3 separate regions of the Mus musculus genome follow, and all the other regions are linked to region 3. The links are chromatin contacts, called in public Hi-C and HiChIP or PLAC-seq maps. All regions are on one chromosome and are shown on one strand. The core of a region is the stretch at or near the end of the contact, and the rest is flanking DNA. Distances in the headings are between cores, read along the strand shown. Region 1 has its middle 99 kb from the start of Kcnj2. Region 2 has its middle 23 kb from the start of Kcnj2. Region 3 has its middle 11 kb from the start of Gm46300.

What was found. A called contact is a pair of places that touch in the nucleus more often than the background predicts. HiChIP or PLAC-seq counts read pairs in DNA pulled down with a chosen protein or histone mark.
Region 1: a contact with region 3 is called in a Hi-C map of bone marrow-derived macrophages, with 14 read pairs. The contact joins two enhancer-like sites.
Region 2: an H3K27ac HiChIP or PLAC-seq map of microglia shows a contact between it and region 3, with 5 times the contacts expected there. The contact joins two enhancer-like sites. A contact is called at or near these places in 3 of 484 Hi-C or Micro-C datasets (the G1E-ER4 cell line, bone marrow-derived macrophages and nephron progenitors) and 1 of 115 datasets of contacts at active chromatin or transcription factors (microglia).

Annotation. Positions count from the first base shown.
Region 1 is chr11:111,163,564-111,166,531 of GRCm38.p6, reverse strand. No RefSeq gene overlaps it. Among named protein-coding and RNA genes, the nearest start is that of Kcnj2, 99 kb to the right of the region's middle. Within about 2 kb of position 1,436, at least 7 of the 459 cell types and tissues checked have an H3K27ac peak or open chromatin away from gene starts, as enhancers often do. A contact at or near this core is called in bone marrow-derived macrophages, where this site is marked.
Region 2 is chr11:111,087,762-111,091,094 of GRCm38.p6, reverse strand. No RefSeq gene overlaps it. Among named protein-coding and RNA genes, the nearest start is that of Kcnj2, 23 kb to the right of the region's middle. Within about 2 kb of position 2,059, at least 37 of the 459 cell types and tissues checked have an H3K27ac peak or open chromatin away from gene starts, as enhancers often do. A contact at or near this core is called in bone marrow-derived macrophages and microglia, where this site is marked.
Region 3 is chr11:110,560,749-110,563,968 of GRCm38.p6, reverse strand. No RefSeq gene overlaps it. Among named protein-coding and RNA genes, the nearest start is that of Gm46300, 11 kb to the right of the region's middle. Within about 2 kb of position 1,403, at least 13 of the 459 cell types and tissues checked have an H3K27ac peak or open chromatin away from gene starts, as enhancers often do. A contact at or near this core is called in bone marrow-derived macrophages and microglia, where this site is marked.

The sequences.
Region 1 (2,968 bases), core at 187-2,686, 600 kb before region 3:
TACAAGACATGTATTTTACCATTTGAGCTATCTCCCTAGCCCTAGGTAGAGGCTTTACAATGCTAAATTCCCAGTAGATACTGAGGGCAAATCAAAGACTTATTTCTTGTTCTCTTTTCTTTCTGTTCTTTTCCCTCTTCCTTCCTTCCTTCTTCCCTTTCTTCCTTCCTTTCTGTATTTTTTGTCTTTTTTCTTAAGACAGTTTTTCTCTTTAGCCCTGATTGTCCCGGAATGCTTGATGTAGAGCAGGCTGGCCTAGAACTCAGAGATCTGCCTGCCTCTGCCTCCAAACTGCTAGGATTAAAGGTATGTGCCACCACCATCCAGACGCGACTTTTTTTTAACACAGATTTTTCATCACATTGTTCTCCTTTGTGTGTCCATTCAGAAGCCTGTGGAATAGTAAAGGTGGGTACCTTATTTCTAACAGTCCCATCTTTATCTCCACGGAGTCATGAAGAGTTGTCTGATCTATGCTGCATGAGGAAAAAAAAAAAGCACACACTGCCATAAATCTTCAGCGATTCCCACTTTAATTTGAAATGTATGATTAACACTCAAGCCCAGACACAAAGTCAATAGAAGCTATGCCAGGAAATACACATGACATCTTAATGTGAACAGCCAGTACCAAATACAACACCATGGCGCTTCCCCATCTTTATTTATTTTAATCTAGTAATCAGAGAAAAGCGAAGAAGAGTGATGACTTTTGGATTTGTCCGTAAATTCTGTACTAATGATGGTTTTCCTCATTACTCTGCATTCCATACAGGAGGATATGAGAAAAAAAAAAAAAGAGTAACCCAGGTAGACACCATGACCAGAAAAAGCCAACACAATCCCTTAGGGGTTAATTTGTTCATCTGTCTTTCCTCTAAGGCCAAGAATCTTTTTTGTAACTCCTCATAGATAAATATTCCCAGAGAGATCGTGGAGGAGAAAGGTAACGGCACAGTGGAGCAAACATTTTAACCACCTTGCCAATAGGAGTCCTGGAGAAGTCAAGAACGTTTAGGTCAGTGTATCTCTGTCGCTGCAGTGACCAACCCACTCCTGAGGGCACGGGAAAGCTTGTTGACGTTAGGAGAATGTGGAAATAAAGACACATAAGCAGGGCTTTGAGGTAACCTAGCTTTCTTTCTCATCTAGATGAAAGCTAACTGTTCCAAGTTATAAGTACACTGCTGACACTTAACTGACCATAAAGTTCAGTTGCCCTCATCTTGTTCTTACAGAAGCATTTCAAATGAGCTTTTAAAAATATCACTTCTTACTCTCTAGCCACCATTTCTACTTGCCTGGAGAGTAAAGTAAAGAAATTGAGCAAAAACAAAAGTATTTAAAGCAGAAATGGGAATATCAGCTGAGCTCCCACCAGGACCCTGCACTTCCTATTTCTATTTTTCTGCTTCCTTATCTGATGTGGGAGAAACTGTCCTTTATGAAGTTGCTTGTGACTTCTCCTTCCTGAAGCTGCTTAGAAGCCCTCTGTGTATCAGAGTTAAGTGTTGTTTCTCCAACTCCCTCACACTTTTCACCTTGCTCATATGATCATTGTCTGTGCATCACAGCTTCCTACTGACAATCTCTTGTGCATGCCATGGCAGAACAATGGAGATTTAACAGGCTCCCAGTTGTTGCCACCTTGGATTTAAATGCTGAATTCAAATTGTATACTAATAGGATGGATTTGATAAATTATATAACTTATCCCTTGGTTTGGAAGAGTACAGTATAACTATTATTCCAGAGTCATTGAGGGGAATGAAATGAAGTTATTTTAGGCATTGATTCCAGACTAATGAAAGCATGTGGCAATTTCCCATGACAGTACCTGGCTATGACTGTCTGAGACTTTCCCCTAAACAATAAAAATTACAATAATACTGATATTCTATTCAACCACTTAACTTCTCAGTAAGACAAGAAACAAAGTAATCAAATATAATGTTAAAAGGCTGACTGGATTTGACTTTCAAAACAGAAACAATATAGAATCATAGATGGCTTTCCGCTGCAGGATTACTGCAGATGTCAACTCTTATGTGTTTGACATGAAGGAATTATATCTTGAGTGAACATAAATAGAGATCCTGACTCCTGAATTTGTTACATCACCAAAAGGTCAACGAAGGGTTGCCACTAATAAAATGACCTGTAATAAAGATTGTACCCTCTGTAGCATCCTTCACTGCTTCTAAAACTTTTGTTCTATATTTTTCCCTAAATTTTATTTTGTGTGATATGCGTGCAGAGAGTTGGGATATACACACATAGCATAGCACAAGTGTAGATGTCAGAGGACAGCTTGCAGGAATCCGTTATTTCCTTCCACTACACAGTTTCCAGAATGGAACTCGGGTCCTAAGGCTCAGTAGCAAGTGCCTTTCTGTGCTGTGGCATCGTGCCGCCTCGTGTGCTACCTTGCGATCCCTCATCCTGCTGAGGTCATGCAGAAGGGAATGAAGTTCATTTTCATCTTAACTTAGAACAAACCATATCTCAGTGATACAATCAACATCTTTTTCTTTCAAGCAGATTTTTGTGATACAAGTTTTTTTTATAATTTTTTTAATTAGGTAGTTTCTTCATTTACATTTCAAATGCTATCCCAAAAGTCCCCCATACCCTCTCCCCCCACTCCCCTACCCACCCACTCCCACTTTTTGGCCCTGGCGTTCCCCTGTACTGGGGCATATAAAGTTTGCACGACCAATGGGCCTCTCTTTCCAGTGAGGGCCTACTCGGCCATCTTTTGATACATATGCAGCTAGAGTCAAGAGCTTCGGGGTACTGGTTAGTTCATAATGTTGTTCCACCTATAGGGTTGCAGATCCCTTTAGCTCCTTGGGTACTTTCTCTAGCTCCTCCACTGGGGGCCCTGTGATCCATCCAATAGCGACTGTGAGCATCCACTTCTGTGTTTACCAGGCCCTGGCGTAATCTCACTATAGACAGCGATATC
Region 2 (3,333 bases), core at 810-3,309, 530 kb before region 3:
CCTCCTCCCTATGAGAGGAGAAGGATATGGCTCTGCTGCAAAAGAGGGTGGTAACTTGGAATCAACTCAATTGGACGTGCTGAGGAATGTTGACAGACGATAAGTTGAGTCTACCTGCCTGGTAGTACCTAATTTGATGTGTCCACCTATAAGATACTTACCTAACCCTCAAATTCAAGAGGGGTGTCTCCTGCTTGGAACCAGCCCTCTCTGCTGACTCTTCTCTTTGTCACTGTATCTATATTGTGACTTTTTAGCCAGGTACTCTTTCTCCAAATCTAAACAATTTCCAGGTCATGGAGACTCCCCTTCTGCCTCCAGAACTGATAGCTTTCCTTCTCTTCGAAAGTTCAAGTACTCACCATCTCTCACTTGAAATATCACCACAGGCTTGTAACAGGTATACTTATCTCTGTCTGCATCTCTTGCTCCTCCAGTCAATTTTATGTATTTGACACTTCATCTTTTTAAGAGGCAACATAGCTCTATCGCTCTCTCAGCCAATGAAACTTCAGTGACTGTTCACAGTCTTCTATCTCTATGGTTTCCTGACCCTAGCACTAAAACTCTTAAGACACCTTCTCAGCCTTATTTCCCACTGACATCTCCACACACCCATTTTATTGCTACACTGTTCTCAACAGACATGAGTCAGACCATCTGTTCATCAATATATGAACTGATAAAGTGAAGAAGATAAATCACAAGGAAGGAGAAAGTCATGTCATGTTCAGTCAAACTGAGATCACTGTGTTAAGTAAAATAAACCAACATCGAAAAGACGGGTCCCACTGGATTTGATCTCAATGTGGAATCTGAGAACATGGAAGGATGGGTCTGTAAACAGACTCAGAATAGAATAGAATACTGTTAGTAATAAGCAAAGGGAGGAAGGTGGGGGAGATAGGGAAATAAATAACAATAGCAAAAGAGTGATTGTAGTAAAAGTGCAGCCATATTTATATACGGAAATGTCATAACTCATCTTTGAGTTTGTACATTAAAAAAGGAGACAAGAAAATTTAACTATAATCCAGAGTGATTTTCTCAGTTTCAGGACTGTGGGAAGGATAGCCTGGATAATTCTTTGTCGGGGGCAGGGCTTTATCAATACCCCTAACTATTAACAAATGTTAAAATATCAGAAGATACTGTCACAGGTCTCAGAGAAGGAAATGTTGTCCTAGACAATAGAGATCTATTTTGTTATCCAGATATGGCTTAAATCTCTCCCCACCCCCATGTCCACACTCTTGTCTCTTTATTGCACTAGAATGCTGAGAACTCTGATACTGTCTGTGGAGTCCGGCCTTAAACACTTGATTCTCCTGACTCTTCCCCCCTAGTTTTGGAAGCTTGGGTGTACAGATGAGTACCATCACACCTGCCCTTCTTTTAATAATAATAAAAAATCCGGCTTATAAACATTATCTTTCACCTTTGTATCACAAAGGTGCTACATAAAGAATTTAAAACAATACTTAAACCACTTATCTTCACCTTTGTTCATTTAATTTGGTTTCTAAAAAAATAATTGAAAAAGAAAGTCAGATAGGCATGCCTATCATCTCAAGAAGTTGAGCAAAGGGTCTACTCCTTTTCAAACAAAAAAAAAAAAAAAACACGGAAAAAATTCCTGGCCTGTTTTAAAATGAATAAACAAATATGTCATGACTTAAGCAAACGATTGTGTATATGATTTAAATCTAATTCCCTCACTTTTTAATGTCTCTGACAAATACCCTCATTTTCTTTTGTAAGTATTTGATTGCCCTATAAATACTGAGAGCATTTTTATTTCAATTTATCTCACTGATAAAAGCAATACTGTCTGCTCTGCTCACTTAGGAAATGAGGAAGACGATAAACTCCACCCCTCTGAAGAGAGACAAAGACAATGCCAAGAGCTAGAGATAGCTGACCTTAGAATTCACTTGGACTTGCCCTGGCTTCTCAGAGTCATTGGAACATTAAACTGGTGATGGCTCTCCTGTGCCTGTCACAATTGGGGAAAGTACCCAGGGCCCCTGATTAGAATTTATTGCGACAGGCTCACTGCCTCACATGTGGGGTTATAAAAACAGGCCCATGTGTACATGCAGAGTCACGGGTGGCAGCCTGTGGTTGAAGGATTGCTGACTCTCTCAGGTTCCAGCCCATAAGGAGGCTGGAAGGGTCTGTTCAAGGGCAGGGTAACTTTGACCACGTGTGGTATGGACCAAGTGAAGATTAAGCTGTTGTGGGCTCTCACAAGCAGATGGAAAGTCAGCTGTGCCCAATATCAAATTAACAACCTGCCCTATTTCCTGAAACTCACCGCTTAATCCGCAGTTCCTGTCCTGATGTCGTAAAAATATTTGTAATCTGCTCTTAATGCTGTACTGTCTGCTGCATCTTAAGCAAGTATAATGGATTTCCATCAAGTTGAAAATAAAACTCCATTAAAATTCATTTCATTTATATTTTTCATTAGGCACTGCAATGTGTAGAAATCCCAAGAACAATATATCAAACTAGAATTTACAAATTGGTTGACTGATCAAGTGATTGAGACAGGTTCATACTACATACCCCTGCAGAACCTGGAACTCACTTTGTAGACTAAGCTGGCTCCAAGAAATAGAAGTGTGCCTGCCTTTGCCTGCTCATTGCCAAGATTTTAAAGGCCTGGTACCACCCACACCTGGCACAAACTGGACACATTGTGTAAACACTTCCAAACACTACTTAACTTGCAGCAATCCATTTAGGAAATATTTAGAATTGGTGTGCCTATACAGTACTATAACCTATGGATTTTATTAAAATGCTACTTATGAAATGTCATAGACAGCACATTCATTACAAACACCAAATAAATGATTAGAAAGGAAACCAGCTAAATCTAATGCAATCTTGGATGAAGTATAAAAAAAGAAAAGCTACATGTTTTCACTGTAGCAAGAGGCTAAGTTACAAATGGGAGGGGCAAATGCAACACCTGCTCAGACCCTGTATTGCTTCTTTTTCAGGCCACGTGAGCACAGACAAGCCATGATAAAGGAATAGAACTGAATGCCCCAAATCGTGATGTCTATATGGTTTTAGGGCTAACGTGGTCCTCTCCCTTACCAATGTCCTAAAAGATATTCTGAGAGTGATACTAGCAATTCTCAGGGAAGGCAGGTTGCCTGTCTGCCTGCCTGCCTGCCTGCCTGCCTGTCTGCCTGTCTGTCTCCTGTCTCCCTGTCTCTGTTTTCCTCTCTGTCTCTCCCTTTCTGCCTCTCTGTCTCTCTCTCCATCTCTGTCTCTTTCCCTCTCCTCCTTCCTCCCTCCCTCCCTCCATTTGTATCT
Region 3 (3,220 bases), core at 154-2,653:
GGAACATGATGCCATACTTCCCTGTTACAAATAACATCCATTTCAGACGAAACGGTGTGGGAAAGACGAGATCAGCAGCGTGCCCTTTCTTCTTTTTCGCTTTGATCCATTTGCATCATTTCCTTGGAAATGTTGTCAGACTTGAGCTATTTAAATTTTTATTCATCTAAAAGCAAGTGCGGCGCTGTAACTACGATTATTGCTCATATTCGTGAACTTAAAAGATCGTCAACAACAATAACAATTTTTTTTTAAAAAAATCCTTTTTGATGATTTCCACCGGAAATCTTGAAACCCTGCTTCATGCCCTGACCTTCCTTCCTGCCTCAGTAAAGGTTCTCGTGAGACTCTTGGGAGAACAGACTCAACCCCACTCGGGAGGGAGCTGAGCTCTGGCTTCTGGAAAAAGGATGTTGTTTATATTTTAGTTCCTGTTTTCATCCTGGATGAAGTGCTGCTGCTGCTACCAGGTGCTTCTCCTTGTGTTATCAGCTTCTCCTCCAGACCTCAGCCTGCGGGAGGCAGCTTCCTGCAGCCTCCAGCGAAACTGGACGCTAAAAACAAGAGAGCGCCTGTCAAACGTGATCTTCGCAGCGTCACAGTTGCCAAGGTCAATCCTGTTGGTAAAACCATTTGAGTGATGGGGCCACGGACACAGAACAGTAGCAGAGCTACTGCGGAAGCGGGAATGGGAAAGAGAACGGAGCACAGGCATGGGCTAGGCACCAGCTATGGGAAGAGGGATTCCCAGTGATGGGTTGCAGAGACCAATTAAAATGACTTTTCTGAATGCAGTAAACAGAATACATTCCACATGGTGACTTCCAAATTGCTTTGTGCATATCTGATGGTCATGCTGTTCCCCGAAATAACATACTTAGCTACTCAGAGTAAATTGCTTTCGGTTCTTCTTCCAAAAGAAACTATCTTCACCTCTTCCAACAATTGCCAATGACTCAAAAAGACACAGGGGACCAATTTTGCTCCAAGATTCAATGGCAATTGGTTAGGTAATCAGAACATGGGGATGCTTAACTATGCACCTACGCCCCTGCTCAAAGCTTCTATGACACCCAGCCTAGAAAAAGATCCATCTCAGCTGGGTTCGCTCCCACACTGCGGGGAGATGAGCAAGTGGGCAAAGCTCACAGCGCTGGGAGTGGAGACAAACTGGAAGTCCCACTGAATTCCTGCTATAAGCTATACACTTTGATGCCTACTAACCAATAATAATAATAATAATAATAATAATAATAATAAAGAAGCTGCCTGCCTCATAGGCCGCATCCCTGAGGAAATGCATTTCCAAGGTTGTATCCTCTGAGTTATTAGTTATTGACGGTAAAGCAGACTTGACTTAGGAATTGGGAAAATATTGCCAGTTACACTTCCTCTAAGCCAGGCTTAGCTACTTCCCCCTCACTACTCATGAGTTCCTTCCTGCCCCAGGCGGTCAGCAGCAATGGCCTTGAAGTTCCCAAGGAGACTCAGACCCTCCCACCCCAGAAAGCTCACTGGACCCGCGAGCATATCTCAGTCATCATAGCATCGTGAAAAGTGTGAACATTATTTCCTCCCTTTTGGACAAACTAAAGGGGGAACACCAGGCAGACGGGTAATGAAGGGAAGCAATTTCCTAGAATTCTTTTTGAGAGTAGTTTTTATAGATTTCAGAAAATAGATTTTCAGAAAATAGATTTTTTCAGAAAACACAAATAATTGATTTTGAACAGAATTGGATTTCCTGGATTCATGTTAAAATCTTTCCAAAATCCCTAAGGGTGACAACTTTCCAGTCCTAGGGGGGGAAAAAGAAGAAGTTTCTAAATCAAATGGGAACTTGGACCCCTTCCTAATGAGCTGGAACAGAAGAGTTTCTAAAGAGGGAAATGCTTTGAATAAAGACCTTTCAGAATCTCAAACGTAATTGAGAAAAAAATAATTTATTAAAAGACAAGTCCTACTATTCCACATTTACAGATTTATTCTTTTTTTTTTTCTCTTTCTTCTTTTGGTTTTTCAAAACAGAGTTTCTCTGTGTAGCCCTGACTGTCCTGGAACTCACTCTGTAGACCAGGCTGGCCTCAAACTCAGAAATCCGCCTGCCTCTGCCTCCCGAGTGATGGGATTAAAGGAGTGTGCAACACTGCCCTGCACAGATTTATTCTTTTGACTCGGAACTGCATTCCAAAAATATTTGAGTGCCCAAAATCTATAGGCACAGTGTTAAACAGCAACTGTACATGCATGCATGCACTCAGACCCTACACATACAAATATGTACACGTATGCACATACACACATACCCTACACACCTATGCATGCACACGCACGCACACATAAGCACAAGCAGACAAAAGTTATCCTGAAGCTTTGAAACATCAAAACAACAATGTATAAGCCACAAAACAAAATTAAAAAGCCGTGACTTGGAAGAATGGGGTCAGGGGGGAGAGAGAGAGAGAGAAAGATCTAAAAACTGTAACTAATACTGGGAGATAGTCAAGGTCAAGTCAATAAAACCCTTCTCAGACAAGCATGGAGGTCTGAGTTTGATGCACTAGAACTCACACAAAATGTCAGGCTCAGCAGTAATCCCAGCTCTGGGGAAGTGGACTTAGGAGGGTCTTTGGGATTTTCTGGCCAGCCAGTCCAGCTAAGTCAGCAGCCCCAGGCTCAGTGAGAGACTCTGAAAATATTAAGTGGAGCATGACAATGAAGAGCAGCAGACTTTGACCTTTGGCCTCCAGGTGTAGAAACACACACACATACCTCCCCATCCATGAACATGTTCACATACTTACACAGACACACACACAACTGGAGCTGATACATGCAGGAAATAAGAGAGTCTTAAAATTCACTTTGGCACGCACCACAGTAATAATAGTTACAAAGGCGGATCCCACCTGGTGCTTAAGCTGCTGTGAAATTTTTTGCTGAGAAATGAAGGAATAATCACATGAACTCAGAGTGTTTTTTTCTGCATACCCTTATGAAGTACAGCAATTTTACAACATCCAATGCCACCCTAACCAAACAGATGACAACAAAAAAAACTGATAAACAAAGAGACAAGGTGTGTCTCTTGGTAGAGTACACACGCCTGCCTAAAATGCATCCAACCAGAGCACAGCCTGAATTGAAGTATGGCAGGTGAAGGAAATTACCCTCCCACGTATATCCGCTGTCAAGGAAATGGGCAATAGAGAGGACTGAA